2 separate regions of the Capsicum annuum genome follow, and region 2 is linked to region 1. A link is a contact called in public Hi-C data. All regions are on one chromosome and are shown on one strand. The core of a region is the stretch at or near the end of the contact, and the rest is flanking DNA. Distances in the headings are between cores, read along the strand shown.

Region 1 (5,469 bases), core at 1,157-3,656:
TTATCGAAAAGCAGAATAGCCAATTAGTCATGAAAACTGTTTCAATATCTTGTCAACACCAGGTGAAATACAATACATACAGAAGTTAACTGTATCCAAATAGTAAGCTAGATGCCCCTAAAACGAAAACATGTGCGCTTTTTTATCCTCCGCGACATCTACAGCTGCACTATATTTCAGGCATCTATAGTGAATAAATATTTGGGCCTAGGACAATCTGAAAAGGCACTCACAACTTTAGAGGAATCGGAATCACTAATGTAATATTACACCTTCGCTAAACCTATTACTATGCCTTGATCTCATCTACATCCATTTCGCTCCAATTGAAGACTTGTTTCACCCCAAACTCAATAGTTCATCTACAAAGACAAAATATGTAGTTTTATCTACAAGGTAAAGATAGCTATTCTTCAAAGCAGAACCAGAATTTGACGCGGTAGGTTGTTGAAGATTTAATTATCACTCGACACACTACCCGTGTTTAGAAGTTCCACTTCACCTCAGTTCAAGGACACAAGGAACACGATCTAGATTTAAGTTCATGGATACGAATGAAAAATTGATTTAAACTAACTAAGGGAATACAGTTTTCCACATCCTGTATGATTTGAGCTCAACGACACTATTCCGAACTCACACATAATTACAAAATCAGCATTGAAACAAAGATAATTTCTCTGTTCTGGCCTAGTAACTGGCTGCATCAGGGAAAGGGCCAAATATACCCTGAACTATTCAACGCAGAAGAGTATACAACCTTAGCAGCAATAGCACGGAGATATTTTGCGCGTTGTTCCCCTGTTGTGGAACCCCAATCATCCCGAGCAAGAGCTCTTCGAGCTGCTTCCACAGCTATATCCACATCTTCTGCAGTAGCAGCCGGAAAATCCCCTGAAACTCGAATTTCACTTACATTGCACTACGAAACAAATAAATTAATCTGTTCTGTCGAATAACTTAAGCTTTTAGACGAGACTGTTCATGCAATTCAACATATTATCTCAGAAAAACAAAAGTTTTTTCACGCGCTTTGCAAAAAGCAATAAAAGAATCACACTTGCAAATAAAAGGACATTCAACCGGAAAAAAAAAGTGAGAAGCGCGATCATATTAGAATAGGAGAAAGAACATAGTGTATGCTAATCATCAAATTAATTCATTCTCACTATAACTTAAACAGTTACACTTTTAGATGAGACTGTTCACGGGATTCAACATAATATTTCAGCTGAACAAAAGTACTTTCACGTGCTTCGCCAAAGAAAAAAAAAAGAATCAGACTCGCAAGTAAAAGGACATTCAACAGGAAAAAAGTGAGACGCGCGATCAAATTTGAATTAGATAAAGAACATAGTATGATAATCATCAAATTAAATCATTCTCTCTAATAACTTCCACTTTTAGATGATACTGTTCACGCGAACATAATACTTATCTCAGCAGAACAAAAGTATTTTCACATGCTTCGCCAAATTTGTTTTAAGAAAAAAGAATCAGACTCACACATAAAAGAACATTCAACTAAAAATGTAAAAAGCGCGATCAACTTACAAGCAAAGAAAGAACATAGTATGCTAATCATCTAGTAATATACCGATGATGTCTTCAGTAGCCGGATTGATTATTGGTATCCTCTTCTTCTTGACTGGTTCTCTCCATTCTCCGTCGATGTACAGCTGTCGACTTGGGATTGGTACGTTGTGAATTGCCATAACTCGATAGTCGATGCAACCACCAAAGAGTTTAAGACTTTTTAAGTAGAGAAAACTGATCTACCATACAGCAAAAATGTTGCAGACTCCAGTGCTTAGTAAGAGCAACTTTTAAAACTTGTGGTAAGTAGTAAATAGAGGGTGTTCCTGCAAGAAATAACCGTACGAATAAGCTCAAAGCATTGTAATTTTCAACCAAAGAAATTCAGATGAACCCATAATATTAGTGTGATTAATTACTATGTTTGTTTTAACTATTGCTAAAATTATTAGTATCATTAAGTCCCACTATCTTATTGATGTGTCACATTAAGTAACGAGATAGGATAATCCATCCAAATGTTATACTTACTAATATAATACAACACAATATAATACGATGTATTATGAATGAACATGTAACAACCATCCAAACAGTGTAGAAGTAAAATTTAGATCATAAATTAAATTATTTTTCAAATTTACAAATGTACAATTATTTTTGGTTTAAATTAATTAAGAAAAATACTACTTTTGGAGAGATTACCTGAAATGAATGAAAGAGAATAAAGGATAGCTCCAAAGAGGAAATTGTGCGTAAAGCCTTTAAGTGGGTAATGTATGATTAATAACATCAAGCAACTAACATTTTTTATAGTGTGATGTACTTCCAAGTTTGATAAATATGTAGTATTAGACGTGATTTCCTTTTATTAGAAAAAAAACAAAGGTGCACATGCTCATATAAGTCATGATTTTTCATTTTCAGTACTATGATCAAATTTAGTGGTCAATAATGCTTGGGCTATGATCAAAGTTTAGTGGTCAATAATGCTTGGGTTGCTAGATATTTCCTTGGTTACGTTGAAACTAAGGAAATCTTATGTGGTAGTAATAAACACCTACTCCCATGCTCTATACTTACATCAAATCAAAAAAATTAATTTTCATAATTAAAAGTCGAACTTCTCTAGTTCAAACTTCATTTTTTTTTTTACGGTTCAAATCGAATTTTAATTTTATATTTTTTGAATTGTATGGTTGTAGTATGAAGTCTGAGGCGAACTCAGGAATTGAAGAACGCGAGTGTACCATTATCTTGACATAAGTGGTCAAGAATCTTTCAATGATGACTGATCTTGACATAAGCGGTCAAGGTTCTTCCAATGATGAATGATCTTGACATAAGCGGTCAAGAATACAATTGAGGAATAGCGTCGTGTCTGACTGATTGGTCGGTATAGACTTAAGCAATAATGAAAATACAAATATATAAGCCAAATATGATATAGTATCTAAACAAGATGTCACAGGTTCCAATCTCTGCTACCACTATTGTTGTTTAAATTTTTTTTTTTAAAAAAAAACACGTGCACCCCACCTAACACGTGGTTCCGGCCCCCTATGAAGTATGATGGTGATATTTATATTGACATCACATTGATACTAGAGAAGCTTTTGCAAGGTATTGCCAATTAATAGCAGTAATAACACGGTTAATTCCACTCAAATAGCAATGGATTTTCGCTATTTTTGAAGCTTTATTTTCAATATTAACTGAGTAGTATTAAGTTTTGTGACTAACTGAATCTGACAAACTACTTATATTAACCAAGAAGCAACCACGAGGGTTGGTGCGGTGGTTCAACACCTCACCCCTTAAGTAAGAGGTTGGAGGTTTGATCCCCACCTCTGGTGAATGGAGAAAACTCTGTGGCCAGTTTCCTATGCTTAGTGCGCTGATAGTGAAACGGAGGATTCATCTCACGACTGTCGACTGTAGGAATACCTTGAGAAACTAAAAAAAACACAAGAAGCATATGATATATAATGGAAAGGCCATGATGTTTTTCTTTTTGTTTGTGTATTAGTTGTGACTCTAATTTATACTTATGTTTTTCGTGTTAATACGATTTTTTTTCTCTCGACTTGCTTATAGGATGCACATTCGGTTCATTCTGTTTGTTTATTTAATGTCGATTTGATTTTAGATTAACGAAAATGACAGTCATAATCAAACTAAAATAAATTTGGTTTGGTTTGATTTCTAAAAATTCGATTCGGTTATTTCTAATTTTTATTTCGATTTTGAAGATTAAAGTAGTGAGTTTTTCTTTGTCATGATTGGGCATTTAAAATTGGTGATTTTGTTAGAAAAAATAATTTTTTTTCAAACCTATTTTTCATTCTCAAATATAAATAACTCAACATGCATGAAATAAAATGAAATAATCGAAAAATATTATTTACACTGAATATATATATATATATATATATATATAATTTATATCTATCTATAATCTATAATATATTAAAAGTGTGAAGCCCCTTAGAAAAGTGATTTGAATTTTTTGTCCCTTATTAAAAGAGTTTTCTTTAGACAAAATTGTCTTTTCATTATTTTCTTCAATTTATTATTTTATTATTTTTATTATATTAACTAGACTCCTAAAATATATGAAAGGAGGATCAATTAATATTTTCCTCTATTGATCAATTAGAAAAATACTCCTAAAATAGGACTCTATTAAGGAAATACTTCTATAAATATTAAGATGCACGTTAAACTACAGAAAAAATTGGTTTACTTATTGAAAAAATATATTGATACTCGTCTAACTTGATTCGGTTGCATGTCTAGATTGGTGGATGCTTAATTTTCTAATCCTCAACTTCTTCACTATTTTTGTCAACATAATAAAATTCAGCGTGTGTATATATATATATCTTCTTTGTTTTTACTCAAGTCATTCTTTAGTGTCTAAATTTTCGCTCAGACAAGAATTATTTTCATCAAAACTGAAGTTTTGTTATCACTATTTTATTATTTTGTTGTAGTTTGCAGATCGTAGTTGAATTTACAGGTGGTAGATGAATGTCGGTCGACTTTGAGGAATTTTTTTTAGGTAAAGGTTAAGTTTAATTGTATTATTTTTATATCTCTGTTTTGAGAATTTTTTTGTGTAAAGGTAAAGTTTAGTTGTATTATTTTGGTATCTCTATTGTCGTATTATTTTGTTATAGTTTACAGATGGTAGATAAGTGTCGGACGATTTTGAGAAATTTTTTGTGTAAAGATTAGATTTTAATTATATTTTTTTGATGGCCCTATTATCGTATTGTTTTGTTGCAGTTTACAGGTGGTAGATGAATGTTGATTGACTTTGAAATTTTTTAGGTAAAGGTTAAATTTAATTTAATAAATTCTCCAAAAGATGTTGAATTTAATTATTGTATTCATCTTTATTATTTAAACAAATATCATATTTAATGTAACGTTTGAACTCAATAATGTAAGGTACACGCGCGAGGCGCGTACACCTAAACTAGTATATGTATATTATTTATATAGTTTCGTTTTTTGGTTAAATTGAATTTTTTTTTGAAAAAAATAAATGAAAATCAAACCGTTTAACAAATTTCTAAAATTTGAAACTAAAACTAATCCGAAAAATCAAAAAATCAAAAATACCCAAACCAAAATTAAATTTCAATTTGATTTTTCAATTTTTTCCGGTTTGAACCAAAATATATCCAACATGGCTTATCATGGGCTAAAAAAGAAGAATAGTAATTTTTGGTCCATTAAAATATAAAATGATCAAATCTTGTCCAAGCATTTTAATTAACAAATTGGTTAGGCAATTATAATTACCACCTAATTAAATTAGTGTGGTCCGGATCTTTTTTCGATTTGACTTGCTCACCATAGATTAAAAATAGAAATTCAATGATTTCCAATCCATAAGCAATATAAGTCATTGAATCTTGTCCA
Region 2 (5,469 bases), core at 1,660-4,159, 48 kb after region 1:
GGGTAATAGAACCCCCTTTAAGTTAACGTGTGTCATAGCCTTTTTTGGTATAGTTCAAGGGGGGTAATTGGGTATTATCTCTATTATAAAAGAGCATTTAGTTGTTAGCCCGAGAGTTTAGTGTGGTTTGTCTATGATTACGTGTTTGTTCCTGTGAATATGAGTAATGAAAAAGATTAAGTGAATAAAAAGGAACAGTGATGTATTAGCGTTGGATTGTACTTGATGATGTGAATTAATGAGGCTAAGGGTGGGCATATTTTGGTTTAAAACGAAAAAATTGAAAAACCAAACCGAAATTTAATTTTGGTTTCGGTTTTTCGATTTTTCGGATCAGATTCGATTTGTAATTTTAAAATTTCAGTTTTTCGATTTGGTTTTCGATTTTAAAAAAAAACAGTTAAACCGAAAAACTAAAATTTTATAAATAAATAATATATATATTTTATTATTATATCTATATATATATATAATATTTTATTATATCTATATTATATAATATAATATAATATTTATTTATTATATATATATATATATAATATTTAGTAATTTACATTCACAATTAACATTTAACAGCAAATTTGCATACGTCACAGGCTGTTTATTGATTGTTTTAGTGACTCAAATATTTTATGGACTATTTTGGTGACTTTAGACTGTTTTATGGACTATTTATGCAAGGTTATACTATATGTAATGATTAATGACGTTATGTATTATGTTAAGCTTATGATTATTTCATTTTGTTCATCCATGTTGAGTTATTTATAATTATTTATATTTGGGAATGAAAAAAAGGTTTGAAAAAAATATTTTTCTAAAAAAACTCATCAATTTTAAATGCTCAGTTATGAAAAAGAGAAGCTAACTACTTTAATATTTCAAACCGAAATAAAAATCTGAAATAACCGAACCGAATTTGTAAAAATCGAGCCAAATCGAATTTATTTTGATTTGGTTACGTCTGTCATTTTTGTCAATCCAAAAATCGATAAACCAAGCCGATATTAAACAATCACACCGAACCGACCGAATGCCCACTCCTAAATGAGGCTAGAGTATGCTAGTAGCGAATATAATATTGATGGAGTTGAAAGAGTAGTTGGATGATGTAACTTCTATAGGTAAAGTAATAATGTTATTACAATCTTAGTTGAATTATATTTCATTCAAGATGTCATGATTTATTTTCTTAATTTTATTTTATGATTATATGAACTAACACGGTCGGCCGATGATGCCTACCAGTACGTGTGATTGTACTGACCCTACTCTTTTATATTTCTTCTTAGGGTGTAAACTGGATGCAGGTTAGTTTGCAGTTATTAGATGGAATTGTTAGGTTTGAAATCGAGAGGGCGTCATGCAAAAGCCTCTAGTTGCAAACTATGAGACGATAAATCAGAGGACAAAGACTTACCAAAAAAAAAAATCACAGGACAAAGAAAAACATAATACTAAAGGCATATTATTTATGTGGTTTGGTCAAGCGACCTACATATTAAAAATTAATATTGAAAAACATTAAACCTATTGGAAGAAATCTCTCCCTAAACAAGACTCTTTAAACGACTATATTGTGGATGCTACTGTGTTGTGACTTGAGAAGAGAATTGTTGTATTTATAGAGTTACAAAACCCTTCTTCTAAGAAAGAGTAAACCTAATAGAAATCTAATAGGAAAGAGATCTTTTCCTATTAGGAAATCTTTTTCACTAAGAAATCATTTCTGAAGTAAAACACAATTTTGATAGAATCCAAGTAAGGTAGGAAATTCAGGACAAATCCTAACAAAACATTCAACACTAACTTCTGCACTTTCTTATTGGCAGATGTTAGAGTCTTTGTATTATTTATTTTATTGTCAGTCTACGTTGTAGTAAATGGCTCTTGTACACGACTGGCCATGTCTTGGGATAGTGAAGGACATTTGTAAGAAGTTTTTGAAAAGTTTTATTTATTAATATTTAATTTACCTTATTATATTTAATCTAGTATTCCCTTAAAAAAGAAGTCTTCCGCATATTTTTAAGTGGGTAAGAAAGGTTCTCTTAACTGCTTAGTATAGTGTAGGTGTCGCATGGTCCAATAATTTGGATCGTGACACAAAATCTCCTAAATAGCTAACATTTAGAAAACAAATAAGAAATAGTTAAAATTTGCCTAATTACGAGACATAGTTACAATTTAGTAGTTAAATTTATAAATTAGAGATTGTATTATATAAATACAAATTCACTTTAGAGATTTGTGTATTAGCCTCGAAATTCACTTGTATACAATTACAAATCTTTAGAGATTTGTATAAGAGTCCAAAATTTACTTGTATACAAATAGTCCTGAAATTAGTAAGCACCCCTCCCTCACCTTTGCGAAATTAGAGATTTACATATGAGCATCAGAATATAAAAATATATAATCAAAATAAAGATATATTTGATTATTTAATTTAAACCTTAGTTGCGTCTGATAATTATTTTAAACATTAACATCAGAATATAAAAATATATAATACAAAATAAAGATATATTTGATTATTTAATTTAAACCTTAGTTGCGTCTGATAATTATTTTAAACGGTCTGATAATAACTTGATATTTTCTGCTCTATTTAATTTTTCCTAAAGAAAATGGATGTCTTGGGCTAAAATTTGCTTTTCAATTTGTCAGTCATAAATCACGAAGGAAGAATCATGGTATCTTTAAAAGTGTCCAACTAGGTGTAGCACCTAGTTGTTCGACAACTGACACAAGTTGTTCAATAATTGCGCGAAGTAATTCAGACAACTAATGTAGTTATTCAACAACTATTCCAATTGTTTAAAAAGATTTAATTTTTTTTTTAATAAATTTGTGGGATCCACTTGTCCCTTTCCTTTATTGAAACTTGGAAGGATCTTTTGACTCATTTTTAGCGATGGCCCAAACAACGAGAAAAACACTGGTAATAAAGGAAGTCAAGGACGACCACCAAGCCTATCCCGCAAGAAAAGTGACGCTCAAGTTTTCATAACTGAAGGACCGAAAATGCTATAAATCCCAACATTGAAAACAAGAATAAATAACAATAACTTGAACAAAAGATATTACGAGCGATATTATTTATGAAAATAAAAAGAAACATATAAAAGGTGTATTCTGTGGATTATCGTCTACGTAACTCGTACTCTTCCTGAAATGTTGTTGCACCTGCATTGGATCTTAAAAAAATACATTACATTCGAAGGACCTAACACACACCTATCTGCACTTTCACAGATTCCAAACAACATAGCTTATAGTAGTAATTATTATTTCAGCTTCATTTCCTCAGTGCCCTGATCTCCAGCATCTAGCCTTCTCAGAAACATTCATGCAATATTGATAATCCTCAAAAGTTGGATCAATTTCATCTAGTGAGTGCATCATAAAAGGAACATGTTGAACCACTGGTTCCACAAAGAGGTTGTCCACCTAACAAAACAATTCTCAATGGCTTTGAAGATTTTTCCATACACTAAGGGCTCGTTTGGGATCAATTTATCCCGGGACTGTATTGTTATTTTTATCCTATATTGTGGGTGCGATAACTAATACTGGGATCACTAGTTCTCGACCAAACAACCCCTAAGTCCTTCTTTGCCTAAAACCAAGCAATGCTTCTTATACTGCATAATAGGTATACTACTAAAAACCCCTGCCACAACCAAAGAAGTAGATTAATATCTAACATTAGTTTTTACTACTATATTATAGAGTCAAGTACAATACAATAAAGTGGTGGTGTGTAAAGTATCTACGTGGGACGAGGTCAAAAGTTGTGTTGCTCGGACTCTTTAAAAATGCCAACGGGTGCATGTCGGATATTCCGCGATAGTGCATTTTGGGGAATCCGACACTAGTGTGCCAGCATTTTCAAAGAACCCGAGCAACATAGGTCAAATGGCGAGAAAACCAAAGAAAAAAGAGGTAAACTCACCATATATCTCCACAAACAGTGCAACAAAACCTTAAAGGGCAGAGGAGCAAAAGAGATGAGAAAACAGAGAAGCAGAATTTAAACAACTGCATATTTTGGCAGAGAGGAATCACAGATCAAGATGAGAATAGCCTCAAAGAAGCAACTGTATTTACGTTTTGTAACCACGGTTCAGAACATGGAGCTAGTAAAAATTTCCCTATGTGAACATTACTATTTAACTTGTTCTATTTGACATACATCAGACAAATCTTCCAGTAAGTAGCCATGGACTAAACAAGTCCAACTCCCATGTAATACCATCAAATTTTCACCCATGAACAGCCACTAAAGCACATACAACCTTCTTCAATCGTTTTCATGCTATATCACAGAGAAAATCAAAACACCAAAATAAAATAAGTCCAGACAATGCCCAGAATTTGAAATGCTGAAAAGCAAATGGGATCACAATTCACAGCATCAGAAATCAAAAGAAAAAAAAAAAAAGTTACAGGTGATTAAAGAACAGAACTGGCAAGCATCGAGACATTAGAACAATAAACATGCAGAATTAGAACTGTCTATTAAGAAAAGGGATTTTTCACCGTGGAAGTAAATCAAACCATATTTGACTAATAAGCTCAGAACCAAGAAAATGAAGTGCAATTGAAGAGACAATTATCACCAAGGATGCATCATATGCAATAAGACACATCAGCAATATCTCTTAACACTGTTATAATAAATCATTTATCATGTAACATAAAAGAGAGAAATACTTAAGACAGAAGCACTTATATGCTCCCTAAAGAAAACAAGCTTTTTGAGTAGAGAAAATTTCATAACGCGCAAGCGCAACTCTTTTCACTACTCTGAAGCATTTTCTTTTTAAGTCATAGATCACGACAGTATCCAAATGTGTAAATATTATTTCTTCATTCCATGTCTTGAAGTTAGACTTGATCATCCCAGGCCCAAAGTTGACCAAATCAATGCTATACTCCTTTACCCGTGTGCAACTTATTTTATCCTTGAGTATCCACAAGTCTAGAATTGAACTCCTACGAAAGCTCCCTTCATCTGGCAAGCAAAGCATACCTTTCAAATCCATCAGATTCAGGCCATGAATACTTTCGAAAAATGATGGGTAAGATATAGTTAGGAATTTTTCGTTTTCTAAGTCAAATGAAATAATATCACGAGGAGGCTGGGGACGCTGAAAACGTTTTGTCAACCAATACATACACTCATTTACTAACAGCCCTGGCATGAGCGGATGAGAAAAAGGTGTGTCTACAATTTCCTTCCACTTACTAAAAGAAATTCCACCACCAACCTTAGTTATGGTAAGAACCTCATATTTTATTTGTGCAAACAGAAGGTCACTAAGAGGGCACCACTTTACATCCATGGAAAGAACCCTATAGAAAAAATGCACCACTTTGTATTCCTTCCTAGATTGAAGATATCCAAACCCAAAATGATCATATCCAGGGGTAATAGAAGGTGAATATTTCGGCAGTTCACAC

The links. A called contact is a pair of places that touch in the nucleus more often than the background predicts.
Region 2: a Hi-C map of leaf shows a contact between it and region 1, with 1.8 times the contacts expected there. The contact joins the enhancer-like site here to the promoter of LOC107875923 in region 1. A contact is called at or near these places in 2 of 5 Hi-C or Micro-C datasets (leaf and placenta).

What each region holds. Positions count from the first base shown.
Region 1 is chr6:211,262,192-211,267,660 of UCD10Xv1.1, forward strand. LOC107875923 (aminoaldehyde dehydrogenase 2) reads right to left here and starts at 2,407. Exons shown (of 16, transcript XM_047413916.1): 1 at 2,242-2,407; 2 at 1,555-1,862; 3 at 761-894. The coding sequence starts at 1,585.
Region 2 is chr6:211,309,407-211,314,875 of UCD10Xv1.1, forward strand. It overlaps the pseudogene LOC107875922. Among protein-coding and RNA genes, the nearest start is that of LOC107875921, 31 kb to the right of the region's middle. Within about 2 kb of position 2,910, at least 1 of the 5 cell types and tissues checked has an H3K27ac peak or open chromatin away from gene starts, as enhancers often do. A contact at or near this core is called in leaf, where this site is marked.